2 separate regions of the Mus musculus genome follow, and region 1 is linked to region 2. Evidence: chromatin contacts called from public Hi-C data. All regions are on one chromosome and are shown on one strand. Each heading gives the region's core, a stretch centred on a gene start, on an enhancer-like site or on the middle of the called end of the contact. The rest is flanking DNA. Distances are from core to core; before and after follow the strand shown.

Region 1 (5,998 bases), core at 874-3,373, 88 kb after region 2:
GGGGTGGTTTTGATGATGCTAACAGCCATTTGAAAGTCAAAATGCCAAGGACTTCAGCAGAAAAGAAAGCCTTGTAGGGTTTAAGACTCACAGCCTTCTGTAGTCTGGTTAAACTCTTTCCATGACAAGTAACTTTCCCCATCCCTTCTCCCCTTCCTACACTCCTCCCCCCTTCCTGTTCTCCCTCTTTTCCTTCCTCTCTTCCCCCTTCTTTTCTTTTTCTTTTCTTTTTTTTTTTCTTTTTTTTTTTTTTTTTTTTTTTTTTGATAAGGTTTTACATATCCCAGACTGCTTCAAAGCCACCATAAAACTGAGGAAGACCTCAAAGCTCTGACCCTCTGTCTCTATCTCCTGAGTGCAAGAATTGCAGGCAGGTACCCCTGTGCCTAGTTTATACAGCACTGGTGGGTGAACCCCGAATGTCATGCATGGTGGGCAGGCATTCATCCAACTAAGCTACATTCAGAAACCTCCCTCAGGTTTCTGAAGACTCTAACACAGCTCAGCACCCTCTGCTGTACAGTCACCTACTCAAGGCTTTGAGGCTCTCCAAACTAGTGGCCAATTAATCAGTGGACTCTAGGGTTTGAAATACAAAGGGGATGGTCTCAGGAGGTATGAGGCCTAGCAACAAGCCAGGCAAAACAGGCAGGTGGTCGTCTCTGTCGGGTAGAGATAGAGTATGTCAGGATATAAGCCACAGTAAGATTGGGTTTAAGTAGTGGAGTGCATCCAGAGTAGGGGATAGAAGCAGGCAGAATTATTCTCAAGTTTGCAAGTGAGCACTTACAAGTTGAAGCCCTAGGAAACCCCTGGAATTATCTGGAAGTTGGAGCTACTAAATTGAGGTGGGGAAGACTCTCGGTGGAATAAGCAAGAGGGTGAAAGTCCTGGAGATGGGGGTTCAAGCCTGTTAAGAAGAGGCCTCTTAGAAATCCATGTCCAGGCCTGGGGTGGCTCAATAGGTAAAGTGCTCACCCACGAGCATGAGGACCTGAGTTCGGACCCCCAGCACCCACTAAAGGACTGTAGTTCTGGTTATGGGAAATGAGAGACAAACCCTAGAGCTTGCTAGTTACCCAGCAGAGCTGAATAGGTGAGCTCCAGGCTTGGTTAGAGGTCTTGTGTCAAAATGTAAGGCAGAGAGTGATGGAGGAAGATACCTGATGCTGGCGTCTGGCTTACACACACACACACACACACACACACACACTTCTCTCTCTCTCTCTCTCTCTCTCTCTCTCTCTCACACACACACACACACACACACACACACACACACACGCACTGCACACACCACACAAACATGCACATAGAAAAAAAGACATCCAAGTGCAGGTGTGGGCATGCAGCTGGGTGTGGGACCAGAGCAAGGCTGAAGAAGGTGTGACTCAGCAGTCAGGGCTGACTATGGCTGTGGGAAACAATCACCTGAGGGACCGGGCAGAGTGATGTAAATACAGTGCTTATACTGAAATTCTCAAAACTAAATAAGAGAAAAAGAAAAGACTCATACAAGCCTGCCTGTGGTGCGTGCTCCAAAGTCTAGCATTTGGGGGTCTAAGGCAGGAAGATGATAGTTTGAGGCCAGCCTGGGCTATATTGCAAGTTCTTGGTAGCCTAGGCTATACAATGTATCTCAAAAAGGAAAAAAAAGCATTTATTATTTCCCTGGCCATCACACACCGCTCCCCTCAGTGATGGTCATACCTGTCTCCTGTCTGCTCCGTGTCTCCTGACTACATACAGTTCACAGCCAGCAGAGAAACAGCCTGATTGAGGCTGGGCTTCTGGCATGTCTGGCTCACCTTGGTGCCAGCCTCCTGATGCCACACCCCTGACCACAGCAAGAGGGAAGTGATATTTGGATCCAAGGACTGCAACAGGTTACCTGGGGGCCAAACCCCACAGGGGCATTTCACATCCCTGCACAAATCTGCCTAGGTCTATGTAACGGGAAAGCCTGACTTGGTCGCTTCACTTCCCAAGTGGGAAAGTGGGCAGGAGAGGGAAGGAGAGAGCTAGCTGCTTGCCCAGAAGTTCATCCAGGCCAACACACACTGCTTTTGATCTTCCCAGAGAAATCCGTGGCGTCAGCAGCCAAGGCTCCAACGTAGCTCATTAGGAACGCTGATTCCCAGGCCCCGCCCACTGGCTTAGTCGGACCAAACACAGGGAACACAGTGCGCAGGTCTGCACGGCTGGCCAGGTTCTTTCTTCTCTCACCCCGTTTACTCCTCCACTTCTGCCTTACTGTGCACAGCTTACTTCAGGATTACCTGTATCTTTCTCTAAATCCAGTCACTTTATTTTATATGTCATTATTGTTAGGATTTTCTTGTTTGGGGTTCTTATTATATTTTTAATTGCATTTACTTGTTGTATATATGTGGTGCGCACACAGGGGTGGGGGGCGGTAACAAATGAGACCAGAAGGCAGCTTCAAGGATCAGTTTTCTTTTTTTTTTCCCACCATGTGGGTCCTGGAAATAGAACTTTAGACAGCAGGCTGGATGGCCGTTACCAGCTGACCATCTCCTTCCCCTAAGTGTTTTGTTTCTGCTGGCTTAATTTTGTTGTTGTTGTTGTTGTTGTTTCAAAAAAGGGTCTCTCACTCTGTATGCCAAGAACTAGCAGCAATCCTCCTGCCTCCACCTCCCATGCACTGTGAGTCTCCACGCCCAGCTCAACTCAGTTTAGAAACAAAAAGAGCGCTTATTTTAAGTGGAAGCTTTCTATCTCTAACTATCATTGGTGTAAATCAAACAGCATTGCTGTATGTGGAAAGAACATTAACAATGCATAAAATAAGAAAGAGGCAAATGTGTGTGCTGGGACTCTTTAGTTAGGCATTGAGACCACCTGCACCTAAGGAAGGCTGCTGACGGACGGAGGGGCTGTGTTCTTACTATTCAGCTCAGGGATACTAATGGTCCTGTAACAGAACACAGCAAATGTCATCTTGCCTGCTGGGACCTGCCTCCAACACCTTTAGAATAAACATTTTCTTGTTCTTGTTGTGAAGACAGGGTCTCATTAGCCCAGGCTAGCCTCCAACTCCGTGTGAGGCCTGAGGATGACCTTGATTCTTTGACCCTTTGACTCCACTTCCTGAGTGCTAGGATCACATCACATGATCGTGTGTGCCATCGTGTCTGCTTTCAAACACGTGCTTTCGATAGCAGGGTCACTGCCCCGAGGTCTCCTCCTCGGCACATCTGTGAGTCCCATTCCCCTGTCTTGCACTGAATTTCACCCTAGCACACACAAGTAGATAACTGGATGTTGGAGAGGGAACATGGAGGATCCCAGGCTCTTGGCTGCCAGAGAACTCAGACCACCTAGGCATTATCCTCTCCCGCTCTGGGGCCAGCAACTACTTCCCTCCAGAAGATGGCTAAAAGCCTCAGTGTTCTCCTGTAAGGACCAGACCCCAGGGCGGTTACAGGTTTGGAGCAGCAAGGTGGCTTATCAAATAGAGGCACTGTCACAAAAGCCTGGGGACATGAGCTCAATCAATCCTCAGATCCTACATTAGAGAACCTCCACAAGTGCACATGTCCAAACAAGCACACACACACACACACACACACACACACACACACACACACACACACACACACACAGAGAGAGAGAGGGGGGGGGAGGGGGAGGGAGGGGGAGGAGAGGGAGAAAAATGAAATAAGTATTTTTTAAAAAGAAAGGAAGATTGCCCGAGGTTATAAGGGACTAGAGCCCCAGCAGTCGCGTCAAAGCCCATCCTCAGCACAGCACAGCTGGAAGCAATGAATGCCAGCCTCTATTGCATCTTACTCTGTAAAATAGTGTTTTGTCATCAATTTTGCTTCAGTAACTTTATGGCGAATTAAAAATCCTAAACTCTGATGTCAAATTAAAAGGGAAAAATCCCAAGTTCTGTAGCAACCCAAAGACAAGTGGTTCTCAGAGGTCAGGAAGGAGGGGTTGCTTGCTGAACCCAGTTCCAGGGTACGGACTGACGTGCAGCCTGTGAGCCAAACTTGGTCCACTGCATGGCCTTGTAAAGAAAGTTGGTTGGTTTTACAAGCTAAGGTTTCTCTGCGTCGCCCTGACTGTCCTGGAACTCACTCTGTAGACCAGGCTGGCCTCAAACTCAGAGATTCACCTGCCTCTGCCTCCCGAGTGCTGGAATCAAAGGTGTGCACCATAACCACCCAGCACAAATAAAGTATTATTGGAACACGGCCATGTTCATTTGTGTACAAGTTATCCATAGCTGCCTTCTTACACACCCTCAGGATGGAGTAGTTGTGACAGCAACCATATGGGTCCACAGACCTAAAGCTATTCATTATTCAGAGCAAACTCTATGATGGAGTCTGAAGATTCAGTGTGAGACTGGAAGGTGCGGCCGTGCTGTCTCTGCCTTCTCTCTCTCTCTCTCTCTCTCTCTCTCTCTCTCTCTCTCTCCATGTGTGTGTTTGAGTGTGTGTGTGTTCGAGTGTATGTGCGAGTGTGTGTGCGTGCGCGCGTGTGTGCTCTCACTCTCCACCTCATCCCCTGAGACAGTCTCCCACTGAACCAGGGTGACAGTCAGAGACCCTCCCGTGTCTGTTCCCCTCAGCACAGGGTTACAGCAGGGAGGGGTTTGTAGGACAGGAATGTTCAGGGTAGGCTTTGATAATAAGTGACATTTGAAGCAGAGGTTGGCCACAAGGACACCAGAGGAAGACTACCCCACCCCCACCCCACCCCACCCCCACCTCGGCAGAGGAAAGAACACACCAAGGTCCTGAAGCACACAGTGAGCAGGTGTGTGTGGGGAAGGACAGGGACATGGGAGGGGCTGTAGTAAACAACAGCAGGGAATGAGGGCAGAGAGAAATGGGAGCCAGGATGTTGTTTTTCTTCCCACTGACACAGAGAGCCAATAAAGACTTTAGAGCAGTGGAGGGCCTAGATCATTCCTGAGAGAGTACAAAACCCTACAGGAATGGGCCCTCTTTACAACATTCTGTTGACTTCAGCCATGTGTAAAGGCCAGAGATTGATATCAGGTATCCTCCTCAATCTCTCCCCACCCTAATTTTTGAGGCAGGGTCTTTCATTGAGCCCAGAGCTATATTGGCTGGCATTGACCCTGCAGATCCTCCTCTCTCTGTTTCCCTAGTATTAGGGCCGCAGGCTCATACTGTAGAGTCTGTCTCTTTATGTGAGACTGAATTCAGGCCCTCACTTGTAAGGCAAGTGCTTTGCCAACTGAGCAGCCCCTCACCCCCTTACCCCCTTGCTGCTTCCCCCCCCCCACACACACCCTCTTTCTGGCTTTGCTGTAAACATCCCTGTCTGTCTGTTGCATCCATGGAGGCCCCCTTCTGACTCACTCCCTGCTGCTTCTCTCATTACAGTCTTGCAATTATTTTCAAGAAACTCATTTTGTCTGCACACCTGGGCAGATGCAAGTTCAGATTCGAGTGGGCGTAGACTGCTCCAGCAACTTCTAGCAAGGTCTGTCTGCCTGCAGCCCACTACACCACAGACAAAGAGGTATACAGCAAAAAAGCTGCTTTCACAGGGATTCAGGGCTAGTATCCCCAAATTCCCATACCTTGCAATAAGATCAATACCCCAAAGTTGCTCTGTGTAAATTCCACACCTACCACCACTCTCAGACGGACTGTTAGCTGCCTGTAGACAGGCGTGTTTGGGAGGCCCCTCCCTTTATCCCTAGTGCCCAGCATAGCTTCCAGTAGCCAGAAAGCACTCTACATTTGTGGTGTGCAGAGGAAATAAAGTTTGTGAAGGGAGGTTCCTCAGAGGTGTGAACTGACACATTGTACCCCAGTTACAGAGTAAACAGAGGGGAGAAGATAGGGTGGTGGGCAGAACTGAGCCATCCTCTAGCTCAGAAAGCTCCCATCCCTCTACAGGGGGACATCATGCCACAGAAAGCCTTTGAAAGCCAAAGGGTGCTGCTGTGGCAGAGAGGATGCGCTGGAACCCTCAGGGACAGTGCTGT
Region 2 (6,442 bases), core at 3,232-5,731:
GGGAATCTGTGCTGGTCAGGTCAGGCTTTCAGGCCTCTGGTTCTAAGGTGGTCTGTCTGTTTCCATCATGATCATCAGAACAATTTTTAAACAAGTATTACAGAAAAGCCCCCAAGGGGAAGGTATGGAGGACACTTTAGATTGGCCTCCTTCCTTGGGCCTCACAAGACAAGGAGAAACTCTACGACCTAGCCAGCAGTGAGCTGTGGAAAGTTCATTAAGGCAACAGGTGATCGTTTGCCCTGTCGCTGTCCCATATCACCTTGGCAGCCCTGCTAAGGGAAGGAAGGAAAGGAGGATAGAAGAGAGGGAGGAAGGGAGGGGAGTCCGTTTGTACTGAGGTGGTGTCAATGATGGCCCTAAAGCCACTCAGACTCATCATCCCCCCAGCTCCACTGGGACTGAGCTAGAGGCAAACATCCCCTCCCCTCAGGCAGCTTACATGTGAATGTGTTTAAACAACACAAATATACACACCCTGTCCCAGAATCACCTCTCCAACTCGATGCTCAAAAATGGAAAAGGGTGTTCAAGGGAGAAGGTTGCCATCACAGAGCTCCTGGGACTCGGGTGTTGTCACTCTTCCAGGACTTCTGAAGACCTCCCCATAGCCTCAGGGTTCAGGGCCCACTTGGAAATGACTGGATTTTCCTTCGAGGACCATCTTAAGAGCCATGGCTCTGGGAATCCTTTCCTGTCTCCCTGTGGGGAGTATAGAATGCTCTACAGTAGTATTCTCTGGGGAAACCTCGTGGGCACTACCCATGATAGCACTGGACCAAGTGGACCTCTGTTCAGAGCAATCGAGAGCCATCAGGGCTCTTAGAAGAACACAGAGAAAGTAGGCTCCCTCTCACCCCGAGGTTTTGAATCCCTGATGTTCCATCGTGGTTGGTAGCTTCTCTAATTGGTTTCTGGCGTGTGCTCTTCACTAGACTGTGAGTCTCGTGAGGGATTGTTTTGAAAGAGTATCCCTTGCACCCAACACGTGACATGACCCATTCATGTTGAATGATGGATGGGTGGATGAATGAATGGAAGACAGATCTTCCAAGGCTCCAGAAACAGAGGATTAATGGAAGCATCCACATTAGAAAAAAGGGCGGGAAGAAAAGGAGAGACCTTCCCATGTAGGTCAGGGAGGAGGCTGTCCAGCCCACCTTCCAGGCTTGTATGGCCTGGGAATGGGGCACAAGTGTCCCAGATGTAAGCAGCTGTGGAAGAGGCAGCAAGAGCTGATGGAGGCTGAGACGTAGCTAGCAGTGGGGCCATCTCATTGTGATTAGCCTGATAACATTTACAAGGTGGCTCTGCTCCCCCCGGTTCTAAGGCTCTGACCTCCAGTTATAGTGCATTTAACCATATTGCAGGGAGCTCATCAGAAATTCAGACACCCAGGCCCAGCCCTTTAATGAAGGATTCTGAGGGTCTTGGAAGTAGATTTGTGAACCGACGTGTACTAGATGCCCTACGGAATGACCTATGGACACTTAATGCCTAAACATGACATCTGCGTCAGGCAAGGGTCACTATCCTTAAGGCAAACAGGAGCAAACATCAACAAATTAGTGTGATGACCTAGCTCATGGCAGGGGGGTTGGGAAACTCTGGGTCTCTTACAGACAAACCAGGGCCAGTCTTTGCCCACTTCTTACGTGAGCTTAGGTTTAATATCTGAGCATAGATGTCCCACATTTGGGCCCTCATCATTCCACCTGTGGCTGTCAGAGTGGAGTGGGCAGGGGAAGAGGGAAGGGCAGACTCCTACAAAGAGTCTGCTCCCAAAGACTGGCTTTCCCCACCTTTGGCCGTACCCACACCACAGAGCCACCCTTGAAAAGCATCCTGTGGAGCTTGCTGGGCCTTGCTGAGACTTTTGGTAGGCAGGCATTCTGAATGCCAGCTTTCATGGTCTGGTTTGTGATCCCAAGAATGCAGAAACTCCTTCTCTGTCTCTATTCTTTCTTCTTCTTCTTCTTCTTCTTCTTCTTCTTCTTCTTCTTCTTCTTCTTCTTCTTCTCCTTCTCCTTCTCCTTCTCCTTCTCCTTCTCCTTCTCCTTCTCCTTCTCCTTCTCCTTCTCCTTCTTCTTCTTCATAAAAGCTTTTAAAGGAAACAATATGTTTGCTAGAAAAAACACAAAAAATGATTATATACAAAATGGTTATGTGACCATGGATGCCACCCTGTGGGAGGGTGGTCAGACTTCTGACACTTATTTACGCTTCCTCAGGATCATGTACATGAGGCCGCTGATGAAAGTGAAGGCAAAGGCCACCCAGGCCAGGATGAAAGAGTAGCCGTAGCTGCCTTCTTGCAGTAGGTAATAGAGTTTTCTGTTCTGTTGGTGAAGGTCTTGGCGCCGGTCTGTATAGATGGAAGCTCCGATCATGACACACAGACCTGTCAGGAACAAAGACAGGGTTCAGAAATATTGCAGGCCACACTAGAATCTGGACCTGGCCTAACACTTGTTAATGGCTTCCCACCAGCTTAGGATACAGACCTCAAGTCCTTTCCGTGGCTTATGAGAGCCCGTTCAGTCTGCCCTCCTCATTCCGGCCCTCACAGCTCTGCTTCTTCATCCCAGCACTTTTGCCTGCCAAACTGTTCCTTCCACTCCACACCCAGACAACACATGGTACCCAAGCTCAGGCTTCAAGCTTTGCAGACACCTTCCCTTTCCCCCTAAATCCAAACTCCTCCATATGGAGTGTGTGCCAGCTTCTCCTTTCTGGGTGTTCCCCAACTTCCCTCCTTCAGTGATTTTGGTGGGATACAATGCAGAAGTGCAGCACAAGCTATAGGAGAAGAGCTTCACTTTGCCGGAAGGAGTCTGTGTGTCACCTGCTAATGGTCTGTCTGTTCTGAGTTAACCATAAATCTACATGCCGTCCAAAGTGGTGAAGGAGAAGGAACTCAAGACTTCATGGCCTTAGTGTGTGCAAGAGATGAGGAGGAGGAAAGATGGATCTCAGAGATGAGAGCCACCTGGCCAGAAGGCCATGCCTGAACTTGGAATTGATTTATTGTTTGCCCTCCACTAGAGGAGCCCAAGAAAAGAAGGAGGGCAGGCTTTGCTCTGGCAGACTGTCCCCTTTCGAATAATGTATGCTCTAAAGAGTCACTTCCTGGCTGTGTGTGTGTGTGTGTGTGTGTGTGTGTGTGTGTGTGTGTGTGTAGGCAGCACAGGCTGTCTCATGTGTGTACAGGCAGTACACGCGGCTTCCAGGTTCACTTACAGGACATGAGCTGGATGATGGACGTCAGGACGAACCTCTCTCCCTGCTTGAGGCGGAAGAGCTGGAGCAGAAAGATGAGGAAGGAGATGCAGGAGAGGATGGTGGAGAGGATCATGGTGGCCTGCACCGCCTGCATCACAGAATAACCTGTGGGCAGAAGATGAAGGCTTCACACAGAGGGTTATAGGACTGTCTGCAGCCAAGCATGTCCATCCAACTACTGGGCACTGTGACACAGGGTTGTCATCTATAAACTTCACACTGAGATCTGACACCAGGGTAAGCTCATGTCTTAAGTGAGTCCACAGCATTGTGTTGGGCCCCATTCCTAGTCACTGTGCTCCGTGGGCCACAGACTGAACATACCTGGCCACCCTGGCAGTGTGCCAGGCTACCTCGCTCTTCTCCTCCAGCTAGGCAGTTGATCAAATACCAACTTAAACAGAAGATGAAGCCAGAACCAAGACTCTCCCTGCTCTGGATTGCAGCTCCTACCTATTTGGCTTGGGAAAAGAGCAACAGCCAGGTCTCAACCTTTTTAGTTTGCCTGATGGCTGGAGGGAGCTTTGATTATAAGGGCTGGGTAAGGCGTTAACAGCAATGGATCGTATCGCTCACATTAAGCTGCACATCTGGGCCCCACAGAAAACACCTGGTCCTGCTTCCTGTTTCCTTATGGCAAACAAACGTACTCTCCAACAGAACACATCACTCCTCAAAGTCCAGGATCAGGGGTAAATAAGCTGGGGGGGTGGGGCTCTCTGGCTAGGAGTTGAGGGGAATGGGCCAAAGGACCTTGTGGGGTGTTAGGAAAGTCCTCTGCTTTGCTTTCAGTGGTAGTTTGCTAGGATTATAAAGAATTGTCAAAACTCATTGCACCAAGGAGCCCTTAAGAAGTATGCATTTCCATGTTTGTAAATGATGGCTATATTCTAAAAAATATTACCAGACTTTCCTGAGACAAAATGAACTGGAACACCAGGCACGGAGAACACTTCTAAAGTCTCCTAGGGAATTTCAAAGTGAGCCAACGTTGTGACCCCGTGGCTTTGAACATTAGTAATTAAATTTTCCAAGGAGCCACCTAGGAAGGCTTATTTAAAATGCAGATTCCTCACTCAGCCTCCATTCCTCTGGGGTTGGTGCCAAGATAATATATTTTTAGCAAGTACCCCAGGTGATTCATATCCTGTGACGAAGCAACTGTAGAAACTGGTTTTGTGAGAAGAAATGACTCGGTGCTTTTAGACTAGGTTCCTTGGCGATGAGCTGCTGAGTGTGCTGCTGGTGGCCGTGATGTCCGTGTGGGTGAAACCCAGCCAGGCCACCAAAAGCAGGAAGTCAGTCAGGGGAGGGCTGTGACCTTGCTGTGGTCTCAGGGTTCCTGGAGGCCTCAGGAATGGGCTCGCTTGCAGGGCTACCACCTCATAATACCTGCTAAGACAGCCAGGCCCCATAGCAGCAGTGCCTGTAGTCTTGGGCTCAACAACTATTTCTGAGGTGTGTCAGTTGAAGGGAGAACCCAGAAAGTTCCAGAAATCAAAATCTGAATCTGCCATGCACCATACCGGGTCACACAATGAAACAACATGCAGAGATTGTATTCGGTGTTGTAAGTCATCTAGAAACTACGGTGCAGAGGTGGTGTGCACCCTTCCACAGCCTTGGGGAATCCTTGCAGGGTTTCAGAACTACTCCCTGCACAGCTACATGGGCTACAACTGCATTTGAGTTGCTTAAATTTTGGTTTTGTTTAGCACAAAAAAATCAGTAAGGAGAGGATGGGCCAGAGAGATCTCACTAGCTAAGGCTTCTCCACCGTCCACAACCATGCTGGACAACCTGAGTTGGAGCCATGGAGAACTAACCCCCACAGTTCTCTCTGATGTCCACGTGTGTGTCATGGCCTCTGACAAACAGAGACAGAGGGAGTCAGTTGGGTTAGACTTCACTGAGGGTCTTTGGCTTTTAATTTAGCCTTTCCTCCTGTTTTCACGGCTTGTGACACCAGTTTACCACTGATGCTGCAGGTACATTTACTCAGGAAATAAATTTACATGTGGAAGAAGTTGGAGCTGGCACAAGGTTTTTTTTGTTTTTGTTTTTGTTTTTGTTTTTTTTCTTTTACAGGAAAGAGCCAGGCAATAAATTACTTTAAGCTTCTGGTCACATTATTATTATTATTATTTCTTCTCCCCCTTTTTTTGTTTTGAGGATTTTGTTCTTTTTACAACTCTTTTAAAATGTTAAAAGCATTCTTAGTTCATGGGCCACACCAAAGCAGGTCTTGGGCTGCATTTAGCTGGTAGTTCACGGATTCCTGATTTAAAGAGCTGTAATACAGGAATTCCCACAGGGAGGCATGGAACACCAAGAGCAGAGGCCCAAAAACACTGCTTCTGGACTCAGCAAGCTGTCTTGATGGGTCCAGTTTATCACCACTGCTGACTGTTTCTGGGGCTCAGTCAGCATTACATACAGGGACAGAGAGCAAGCAGATAGGCCTGGGTCTGCTGAGATGGACCTGACCTGGCTGGGTCTGCCAAGTCTCAGGAGGGAGGGGATATGGGAATGGTGATGCCCCAGCCACCCACACTCACCTTCAAACGCTTCAGGGCCGGTCAGCTCATTGATCTCGGTACAGTTTGTGCTGTTGGTGCACACTCTCCAGAGGTCAGCAGAGAAGCTGTCGCCTACCCACCAGGCCTGTGAAGGGAATGGAAGCCGCTGGTTAGGGACGCGCAGATCCTGAGTCCTGCTGGGCCAAGGAGTCAATGTGGGCCCTCAGGACTCACTGCTTCTCAAGGGCAGACCACAAGTGAGTCTCCTGAGGACTTGGTTCAAATGCACACTTGTGAGTCAAGAGGCCTCAGGTCGGTTCTGAGTCTCTGCTAAGTCCCATGGGATGCCAGGTCTTCAGAGGGATCTGAGGTGGCTCATGTTCTCATGACCCATGGGAGAAATATCCTGAGGGTCAGTGGAGGCCAGTTCTACCAGAATGGCACGGGGAATGTGGAGAAGAAAGGGTGACATCAAGGGACCAGGAGATCTGATGGGTGGATAAGAAAACATGGCACATGTACACAGAAGAAAAAAAATAAAATCATAACATTTGGAGGAAAATAGGTGAGCACACGAGCGAGGCTCAGGGAGACAAACACTCGAGTTTCTCTTACATGAAGAACTGGATTCAGAGCTGTGT

Evidence for each region. A called contact is a pair of places that touch in the nucleus more often than the background predicts.
Region 1: a contact with region 2 is called in a Hi-C map of uterus, with 2.3 times the contacts expected there. The contact joins two enhancer-like sites. A contact is called at or near these places in 24 of 39 promoter capture datasets (the 3T3-L1 cell line, 3T3-L1-derived adipocytes, the C10 cell line and 16 more), 2 of 15 datasets of contacts at CTCF or cohesin (the NIH/3T3 cell line and large pre-B cells), 24 of 484 Hi-C or Micro-C datasets (the 3T3-L1 cell line, 3T3-L1-derived adipocytes, B cells and 13 more) and 12 of 115 datasets of contacts at active chromatin or transcription factors (SST interneurons, acute myeloid leukemia, bone marrow-derived macrophages and 7 more).

Annotation. Positions count from the first base shown.
Region 1 is chr16:10,372,693-10,378,690 of GRCm38.p6, forward strand. All of the region lies in intron 5 of Tekt5 (tektin 5), which reads right to left. It overlaps Gm41419 (a long non-coding RNA gene), which reads left to right. Exons shown (of 3, transcript XR_875900.3): 2 at 5,388-5,526. Among named protein-coding and RNA genes, the nearest start is that of Gm41419, 4.3 kb to the left of the region's middle. Within about 2 kb of position 2,124, at least 89 of the 459 cell types and tissues checked have an H3K27ac peak or open chromatin away from gene starts, as enhancers often do. A contact at or near this core is called in uterus, where this site is marked.
Region 2 is chr16:10,282,215-10,288,656 of GRCm38.p6, forward strand. Emp2 (epithelial membrane protein 2) reads right to left here. Exons shown (of 5, transcript NM_007929.2): 3 at 5,841-5,946; 4 at 3,241-3,387; 5 at 1-2,401. The coding sequence ends at 2,214. Among named protein-coding and RNA genes, the nearest start is that of Emp2, 29 kb to the right of the region's middle. Within about 2 kb of position 4,482, at least 118 of the 459 cell types and tissues checked have an H3K27ac peak or open chromatin away from gene starts, as enhancers often do. A contact at or near this core is called in uterus, where this site is marked.